Linked DNA regions of Rattus norvegicus: region 1 is linked to region 2. The links are chromatin contacts, called in public Hi-C maps. All regions are on one chromosome and are shown on one strand. Each heading gives the region's core, a stretch centred on a gene start, on an enhancer-like site or on the middle of the called end of the contact. The rest is flanking DNA. Distances are from core to core; before and after follow the strand shown. Region 1 overlaps Kiaa1614 (KIAA1614 homolog). Region 2 holds the start of Mr1 (major histocompatibility complex, class I-related).

What was found. A called contact is a pair of places that touch in the nucleus more often than the background predicts.
Region 1: a contact with region 2 is called in a Hi-C map of kidney, with 3 times the contacts expected there. The contact joins the enhancer-like site here to the promoter of Mr1 in region 2. A contact is called at or near these places in 6 of 12 Hi-C or Micro-C datasets (the Rat2 cell line, frontal cortex, hepatocytes and 2 more).

What each region holds. Positions count from the first base shown.
Region 1 is chr13:69,944,337-69,948,863 of GRCr8, reverse strand. Kiaa1614 (KIAA1614 homolog) reads left to right here. Exons shown (of 10, transcript NM_001427644.1): 7 at 1,205-1,445; 8 at 4,035-4,162. Among named protein-coding and RNA genes, the nearest start is that of Kiaa1614, 25 kb to the left of the region's middle. Within about 2 kb of position 2,508, at least 8 of the 93 cell types and tissues checked have an H3K27ac peak or open chromatin away from gene starts, as enhancers often do. A contact at or near this core is called in kidney, where this site is marked.
Region 2 is chr13:69,865,769-69,870,498 of GRCr8, reverse strand. Mr1 (major histocompatibility complex, class I-related) reads left to right here and starts at 2,333. Exons shown (of 6, transcript NM_001100635.1): 1 at 2,333-2,387. The coding sequence starts at 2,333.

The DNA.
Region 1 (4,527 bases), core at 1,259-3,758, 78 kb before region 2:
GCTACTATTGATATGGCCGAGAACCACAGCCCTCCAGGTGCTCCGAGGATGCAAACGGATCCCATTCTATGCATCAGCTGGGGCCTAACTATCTGAGGCCTTGCCTTAGGACCTCCTTGGACCAAGTTCAAAGTTTAGGTAAACCTGGCCCTTGTAAGGGCTTCCCCAGCTCCAGATTGTACCCTGCGACCACATGGCACACACAGACATGGGTGGATGGTTGCCAGAATGCCAGGTCCGTCTGGCCAGTTTCTCCTGGACATCTCTCCCAAGTATCTAGCTGTCCCCTCAATAAAAACTCCATAGTTGCTTTTCCCATACCCCCTTCCCAGCAGCCATGCTGCTGTCCCCACAGCTTAGACCCTGAATCCGCCTCCTCCTGCTTTTACCCCATTACCCACCAGTAGTCCTCTCCAGCCCCCAGCCTCTCTCTCTACCTCTGGTCTAAGCTGCCTCACTTCTTAGGTGCACGAGGGAATATTTTCTTTAAAACCCAATTACATGGTATCATTGTCCCACTTAAAGCCCCACAGTAGTCTCCCCTCTCCTTCATTTCCGAGGCTGACAGTGCTTGGTTGGTGTGGTGGGACTTGCCTGCCCGCCTGGCCTCACAGCACCTCATCCTGCTTTGCTCGATACCTGGCTGCTGTCATTGCTGTCATATCAAACCTGAGTCTGCCCAGACAGAGGCCGCCGCTGTCCCGTGTACCTGCATTTCTCACTTCAGGCTTAATGGCCTGATCCTTTCCAGTCGTTGACCCTTGGTATAAAGATGGTTTCCTGCCAAAGAGATCTTCCCTGGAAACTATTAAAAACAAGAACCTAGTCACACCCTGCTTTACCCCACACATCACTGCGAATGGCTTCTCTTCTTCATGTGGTCTGTTGTTAAGCTTCTATGAAGGAGAGGAGTGAATGAATTATGACAGCCCATGGCCGGGGCTAACCTGGATGATTCTCCCCACGCCTGCGTGCTATGACAGGGGCTATCCCAGACTGTTCTTCCCAAAGCTACTTTCACAGAGCACCTGGCAGAGTCTGCGTGGCTCTCCCTGCTACAGCCTGATTGTTAGGTCCTCCCTGAGGGAGGTACTGGTCCATTTGGGGCTTGTGGAACCCTAGGATTCAGGATGCCGGCAGCTCTTGCCTTGCTTGAAGCTTTCTCCAACCACCTCATGCCCTCCCTCTCCTCCTTGTGTTTCAGAGCATCTCTTGAGGCCAGTGCAGGGCATAAGCCACCCTCAGTTGCTCATTCTGAAGGGAACAAGAAAAGGAGGGGTAGTATTACCTCCACCCTGGGGCTCAAAAAGCTTCTCTCAGCCCTGGGCCACACGCCCCGGCCCAGACTTGGCACATCCAGAAGCTTCAGTGTGGAACAGCTGCAGCCCTCAGCACTGGCTCCGCAGACCAGCGCGGTGAAAAGAGCCCCATCATTACAGCATCTGGTGAGTCCTGGGGCCCTGGACGATAGGGTGTGGCCCCAGTGGTGCGGTCTTACGGAATGAAGGGGAGGCACGTCCAGGTCACAGCAGTGGGGAGCCCCTAGTGTCCTCACAATTGGCTCACAGGGCTTGTGCTTACCGTATATGAGTTCCCCCTAGTTCTGTTTTCCCACCCACCACCTACTGTCCTCTCTCTCTCTCCCTTAAATTTGCCTGTTTCCTGCAGAGCTCATGCCCTGGTCATTCTTTACTCCTTGGCCACAGTGACTCTTAAGTCCAAATGCGCTTTCTTTTTTCTCTTTGTTTCCTGTTTCCTTCCTTCTTTCCTCCTTCCCTTCCTTTCTTTCTGATTTATTTTCTCTGTGTGTTTTGCCTTCATATATGTCTGTGCATCTTGTGCTGCCTGGTACCCACAGAAGCCAGAAGAGGGCATCAGATCCCCTCAGGACTGGATTATGAACAGTTATGAGCTATTGTGTGGGTACTGGGTATTGAACCTGGGTCCTCTGGAAGAGCAGGCAGTGCTCTTAACTGCCCAGCCATCTTTCCAACCCCAACAATTACGATCTCTAATGTCACAGCAAGCCTTGACTGGCCTCTTTGTTCTGGTCTTTCTCCGGGTGGCCTCCATAGTGGGTTTTCTGAGGATGCACAAACCTGGTCATTTATCATGGTCAGAACAGAGTTGAGACCACCAGTGTTGTGAGGGGACCTGCCATCTGCTGCTTTTACCTCTCCTCAGTCTCCCAGAACACTCTCGGCCTCTGTTGAATAGACCCCTTTGCCCTTCTGCAGTCAGATCACATAGTCTGACTGAATCTGCACCTGACTGCCTCTACTGTCTCTGCCTGATGACATCTATCAGTTCCTTCCTTGGTATTCAAGGTGTGCCTCCTTTAGAAGTCACCACAGCCCTCAGGCTGAGGGGCTTCTGCTGTTTGCCTTCTCACACAGTGCTTCATTCCTCCACACCTCTCTCCCCTCACTGGAATATGATGTCTCTGCCCCCAGGACTGTCTCAGTACCTAGTGGACCCAGTTCAGGTTCAGTGAACACAAGGCACTAAACATCTCTCCTTCTGCATGCCAGGCCTAGCAAATCACCTCAGCACACTCTCCTCTACCAGGCTTCCACAAGCCTGCTCCATGCTCGGAGCTACTCTGTTCTCTACTCCCTCCTAATGCTGCGACCCTTTAATACAGTTCCTCATTTTGTGTCCACTCCCAACCATAAAATTATTTTTGTTGCTACTTTGTAACTAATTTTGCTAGTGTTACAAATCACAGTGTAACTGTCAGTGTGAAAATATGCAGGATATCTGATATGCGACCCCTGTGAAAAGGTTGTTCAACCCTCAGAGGGGCCTCCACCCTCAGGGTGAGAGCTGCTAGTCTAAGGCATTGGAATCTTTCATTTCAAAGGCCGAGGAGGGGAGAGAACGCAGGGTGAATGGCAGTCCATGGACTGATTTCACTCAGGGCAGTGTCTAGGAGTGGAAGTCCTGTGTGGTGAGTGTCAGCTGACTGGAGAAGCGAGGGTGGGCTGGGAATGAAGACAGCACAGCATGACCTCGTGCCTCTGGGAACTCCCGTTAGACCTCTCAGGTGTGGAGCTGTGAGCTGTGGCCTTTGCATTTCTTATCACAGGAGTTTCTCCATAAGCCCCTCAAGGCAAACGACAATGTCTCCTGGGTCTCCAAGGTCTTGCTGTAGTTTAAGCTGAGTGGCTGAAGGCAGAGAGCAGCCTGGTTAAAAAAGGCTAAAACATGCAGGAAGGATGGCACAGAAACTTGCAAAAACTGGGGAAAAATCAAGCTAAGAGAAAAACCAGTCTCTCCCAGAAGCACAAATGCCTGAGCCTTCACCCCTAACCAGCACATACAACACCTTCTCCCGTGTCTCATGCTCCCTCCCATGTCCCATGCCTCCTCCCATGTCCCATGCCTCCTCCCATGTCCCATGCCTTCTCCTGTGTCCCCATGCCTCCTCCCGTGTCCCCATGCCTTTTCCTGTATCCCATGCCTTCTCTGGTGCTGTCTTTCTTTTGCCTGGGCACCTGTCCTGTTTTTTTCAGCTAGTGAGCTCTAGCTTCCAGCCTCTCTCTGGGCCAGCTCCTCCTCTGTCCGCATACCTTCTGGGTCAAAGCCTCTCTGCTCCCAGTTATAAGCTCCTGGCGCTATCCCGGAGCTATCACGTTACCTAGCTCACCCTATTCCCAGCTGAAAGCATTCTGCTCTAGGGTGTGTCTTAAGTGTGCTACCAGAGAGCCACGTGCCCAGCCCCTCCCCTTTGGACAGGATCTCCTTGTGTCTCTCTGGCTGGTCTTAAGCTCCTGAGCCTCCAGCGGAGGCTTCTGAGTGCTAGTTAAGTTTGCATTGTAAGATAAGCACAAGCTTAGTGCTGAATGCTTTGGATGCCTGTGCAGTCCCATCTCCATGAGCAGGACCTGCTGACTCTTGCTAGGCACCCGGGTGTGCTCACCAAAGCTGGCACCAAACAGTGTTTTCTTAGAGTGACCTCGGGTTTATGGTTCCCAGCAAATCCCCTTCCCAGGCTTTTCTTCTCACCTGTAATATTGGGCCTTCCCCACTAGGTGTCACCCTCCCATCAGCATCGGAGAACAACTTCCTTCCAGAACCTCCATTCTCTGCTAGGTGGCAAGGGAGACCGGTCTAGCCTTTACCTGGTAGAAGGGTCAGGGGACAGCAGTGCACCCAGCAGGTAAGCGTGGCACAAGTGACCCAAAGAATAAACTTGGAGTGGTACCATAGCCCTGAGCCCGTTTGTCTCTTTAAGAGGAAGTGAAGCAGAGTAGCTGAGTCTTGCCCTCCACAAATCTCTAATATGGAGAGACAAAGTGACACAGACATCTCAGAATGACACCTCTGTGCCCTTGCCATGTGCGGTGAGCACCGAGAGGCACAGGTTTGCTGGAAGGTGGTGCTGGCAGCCTTGAAGCCTCTCTCCTTTGTCCGATGACATCCTGAAGTCAGTGTTCAGAGTTTAAACACAGCCAAAGATTTGACATCAGGCCCTCTTGGCTATCTGCTTTTACTCAGGGCTTCATGGAAGGACTTTGTGGGGGA
Region 2 (4,730 bases), core at 1,084-3,583:
TACATCTATATATCTGATAACAATTAGTTTTTAAAAATAAAAAGGCCATGAATTTGAAAGAGGGCAGGGAGGGGTATATGCGAGAGTTTGGAGAGTAAAGGGAAGGGAGAAATGATGCCATCAACGTATAATCTCAAAAATTAAAAAAGGGAAAAATATAAGTACTTGTAAAGTTATACCATTAATATGTATATCTCTTTTGGCAAATGTAAATTTGAGAAATAATTTACAAAATAGGATTAGAACATGAAACCCCTTTTTAAAAGAGAGAGAGAGAGAGAGAGAGAGAGAGAGAACCTCACATGCATATACCTACAGGCATATCCACAACAAAATCACCAAAGAAACATATACTAAAATATGTCAGGAATGGTGTTAGCTGCCTTCCCAGCCTTCACTAATTTGCAATTAGATAAAGTAATTTTAAGCTATGTACTCTTTTCATGCTTCCCTTTTTTTTTTTTTTTTCTTCTTTTTCAGAGCTGGGGACCAAACCCAGGGCCTTGCGCTCGCTAGGCAAGCGCTCTACCACTGAGCTAAATCCCCAACCCCTTCATGCTTCCTTTTTAACAACAGTACAGTATGCATTTGGGGGGACAAGCTATTAACAGAAAAAAAAACCAAAGGGAAAATAAATTGGTGTGGAAGGCAAGCATCATTGAGCAGTAACAGGGGTGTCTGGGAGGGGCACACGGGTGCCTGTATTTGCTAGATGAATAACCAAGGGAATAAAGCAAAAGAGGAAGGAAAGGGAAACAGATACAAGCCTCTGAGGAGTGGTCATCAGGTAACTTCTTTGAGTCTTTGTGGGGAAAGGAAGACATGCCTAAAAGTTGTCCATTCTCATAAAAATTAGGTGGCTGCAAGCAATATACATTTCCTCTCCAATAATTTAGGAGGCGGAAGTTCTGAAGACAGGCCTTATGTGGGAAAAACAAAGCAAAACAAAACAAAAACCACCAACAACAAAACAAAACATCAACAACAAAACAACAACAACAACAACAAAAACCAAACAAGTTTTGATACATGCATTCTTTCTAGAGGTTCTGGGGTAGGGCCTGTAACCTTCTCATTCCAGGGTCGGGAGCCACCCACACTCCTTGGCTCACCCCCATTTCAGCAATGCATCTGCTCTCACAGTTCCTTCTCAGATTCTGACCCTCTGCCTTCCTGTAATGGGGACCCTCGTGGTTATATTGGTTCTGGCAGATGGTCCAGGATCATCTCTCCATCTCTCCGTCTTTAAACCAACAGAACCTGCAAAGTCTCTTCTGTCATAGAAAGTGTGCTGTAGTTACAGGCTCTGAGCTTCCGAGTGGGCCATCACTCCCCTCACCACTGAAGAAAAACAGGATGTTTGATTCTCCTAGCCCCTCTTTGTGCATAAACAACCTCACCGAGTCTTTCAACAGTCCTGTGGAATAAATACATGGTAGATTTCTTTTCAAGTGGAAGATGCCCGACCATGGTAGAGATTCTGCCCCGTGTCAAAGAGCTGGGATCAAACCTCGGTCCCTGAACCCCAGCCAAAGGATGCTTGCCTGCCTCCCTGCCTTGTCTTCATTCTTCTCTCTATTCGGCTGTACTTCCTCTTTCCTGTTTAAACCTGTTCCCTAGCTCCCTGAACAGCCTTAGCTGCTGTTTCCTAACTCGTCATGTGCTTCTAACAACAATGTGACCATAGCTTGCTCTTGGAGATTGCTTTCCTTGAAAGATGAGTGGTAACCCTTCAGCATCTCCCACAGGACTTTTCTTCTCCCTATTCAGTGGGGATGTTTGGGACCTATTGTTCTAGGTAAACAAAAGTACAGGGAAGACAGACATAAGTAAAATATTACAGGACAATCTAAATGGTACGTGCTATCCGAGACGGATGGATGGGAAAATCATACTGAGCGGGGAGTTCCAAATCTTGGAACTCGGTGCGATTTTCTTTGTCCCTTAGTTAAAAATCTAAACTCCAAGAAAGAACCAAAGGCAATAAATTATCTGTGTTATTAATCTTTGCTTCCCTATACCTTTCAAGTAATTGAGCAACAGTTGGGAACTGGGTGGAAAGAAGCAAGCCGTGCCTGAAACCAACAAGGAGTTAAAGTTTATTGCTTTCATTTTGTAGGTCTCTATTCTCCCTAGCAACTAGTGACACAAGATATTTTTCCCAGTTCTTATTGGAGAATGCGTCCCCGCCCCGCCCTCATTGCTCAGTTACCAAATTTTCTAGTAAACCGGTAGAGTGAGTACAGGTTCTCACAAAAGATTCATCAGGGGCCTGTCACTATCTGAAGTTTAAAAAAAAAAAATGGGAAGAAAAGGACTTCAGTGGGGGTTGATGATGTTCCTGCTACCGTTCCTCACAGTATTTTTGGCGAAGCAAAGCCATACCCGTAAGTATCCCATGTACTCTTTGCTTCCAAGTGCATCGAGGGGTTCGCTTCCTAAACTTGTGGTGCAAGCTATGAAAAAGCCAGGGGCAAATCCACAGGTCCTTTGGACCCAAGATTTGAAGGGTGATGTACCAGTTGGCCTGCTGCCCAGACGTGTGTGCATGGATGCTAGCCTGTCCAGAAAGACTTCCCCCTGAGAGCTGTCTCCCCACTCTTCTGCTATACCCTTACTTTTCCTTCTGTTTCTCCTCTTTTCTAACAATGAGCCTTATACTAGGGACTGTAGTGAGTTTCAGGGGAGTTGAACAGTGCAGTCTGTCCATTCTTCAGGTCCATAGATATTTTTCCCTCCTCAGGACAAGGACTACCTGTAACAAAAGACGCAAGAAAGATAAAGCCACGCCTCCGAGCTTGTTTTCTAGGTGTAGGAAATATTCATTGATTAAAAACAAAAGTTCTGGGACTGGAGAGATGGCTCAGCGGTTAAGAGCTCTGGCTGTTCTTCCAGAGGTCACCCACATGGCAGTTCGCAACTGTCTGCAACTCCAATTCCAGGGGATCCTGCATCCTAACATAGACACACATGCAGTCAAAACACCAAAGTACGTAAAAATAAATAATAATTAAAATAAACAAACATTTTTTAAAAATCCTCCAAGTTCATTGTAGTTTAGGGAGCTTGTGTCTCTAGGGAATCCGGAGCCCTGTGTTGCCACAAACACAGGAGAGTCGGTGTGACACAAAGTACCAGACTTCGCTACTTCTCTAAGCAACTGCTGGCAAGCCGTTAGTGCTTCTAAACGTTAGTGGGTCTCTAGGTTCACAGAAGAATTACAGAACTTAGACCAGGCCGCCCAAGCTGCTGACTAATGCTCATGCCAGGAAGGAACTCTTTCAAATCGTCTGTGTGTTAATCCTACAAGTATTGATTGATAGCTTGCTACGTGCCAGCTGACTGGAGGAATATAACAACTGGATATGGATATGGTGATGCAAACTTACAATCCTAGCTACTCTAAAGGGGGGAGGGGATGGTGAGTTTGAGGCCAGTTTGAGTGGCATGAGAGCCTGCTTCAAAAAAGAAAAAAAGAAAAGAAAAAGAAACAAAGAAACCAACAAACAAAGATGAGGTTAGATGTTTCTTTGGCTTAAGGAGATTGCAGAACCTTCTGGCATAGTGATCAAAAGTGCAACATTTCTGCCTTTAGTCCAGTTGTTTCTGTGATACCTACCACTGGACTTCTGAGTACCCTGTATGTAGATAATTTGTGGGCTGTTATAGAGTGGGGTGCTGCTCTTTGCTGGTTGTTTTCCTCTGACCCCTCAGACGTGTTCCTGCTGTGTTGCTTTGTGTTCCGGAGGCGGATAGCTACAGACCGCATCACCCAGTCCTAGCTTCTGTCCTGGTTCACTTGGTAGGAAATGCTGGGAGAAGAGACAAGAACATGGAGAAAGGAGAGACTGAAGTTTGCTTTTCTTGCCCCCTCCTTCTTTCAAGGAGTCTCTGGCAGTAGCTCTCTGTAGTTCTCTGCAATGTGGGTTGTTTTCCCTTTTCTCTGAAAATCCCTTTTCTTTATAGTTTTAGCTTCCGCTGGGCTTCAGTAATTCTTATTTGCTGTCCGTTTCCCTCTAATCTTAGGGGTGAGCATGGTTTATTATTGTTGCTTCCTTATGGTCTCTCCATGGGACCTCTCTGGTAAAGGCTGTTTCCTCCCATGGTTCTCACTAAATGAACTTTGAGGGCAATGGCAGGGAAGGGATTTCAGATTTACAGAAAATAACTTAAGGTCTACATGATATTTGTGCCCAGTGTTACCCATAAACAGATACTTTTACACCATGGATGGATGGGGGACACAGGGAAGAGAAGCCAGAGCGTTTGAGAGGTAGCTCCAGGAAATGTTAAGATAATTCTCACATTACATCCAGCAGGTTCCTCACAGCAGCAGCAGCAGCAGCGTGGCTCACAGGTGATTGCGTCTGCTCCTTCCTTTGAGTTCCCATAGCTCCTCTTCACGGTTTTCTCAGTTCCTCAAATCTTCCCCTAGCTGCTCTTTTTACAGGTGGGAAGAGACGACTCCATTTTTGTGACCTCGTTTCCAACAGACACTTGATCGCTTCCTAAAAACATGATGTTTCAAAGTAATGTCCCTAAGACATTGAAGTCACCTGATTATGAAGTATAACACACTTGGACAATGACAATGAATTCAAATGTAAAACTGTGTAGTTGCAGAACTGATGTAAAAATTGGTGCTTTGTGCTTTTACCGTCCTTCTCCTTGCTCTTCATTTCAGCTGGTGTGAAAATGAGGTGGTGATATGTGTCTCGGTGATCAATATG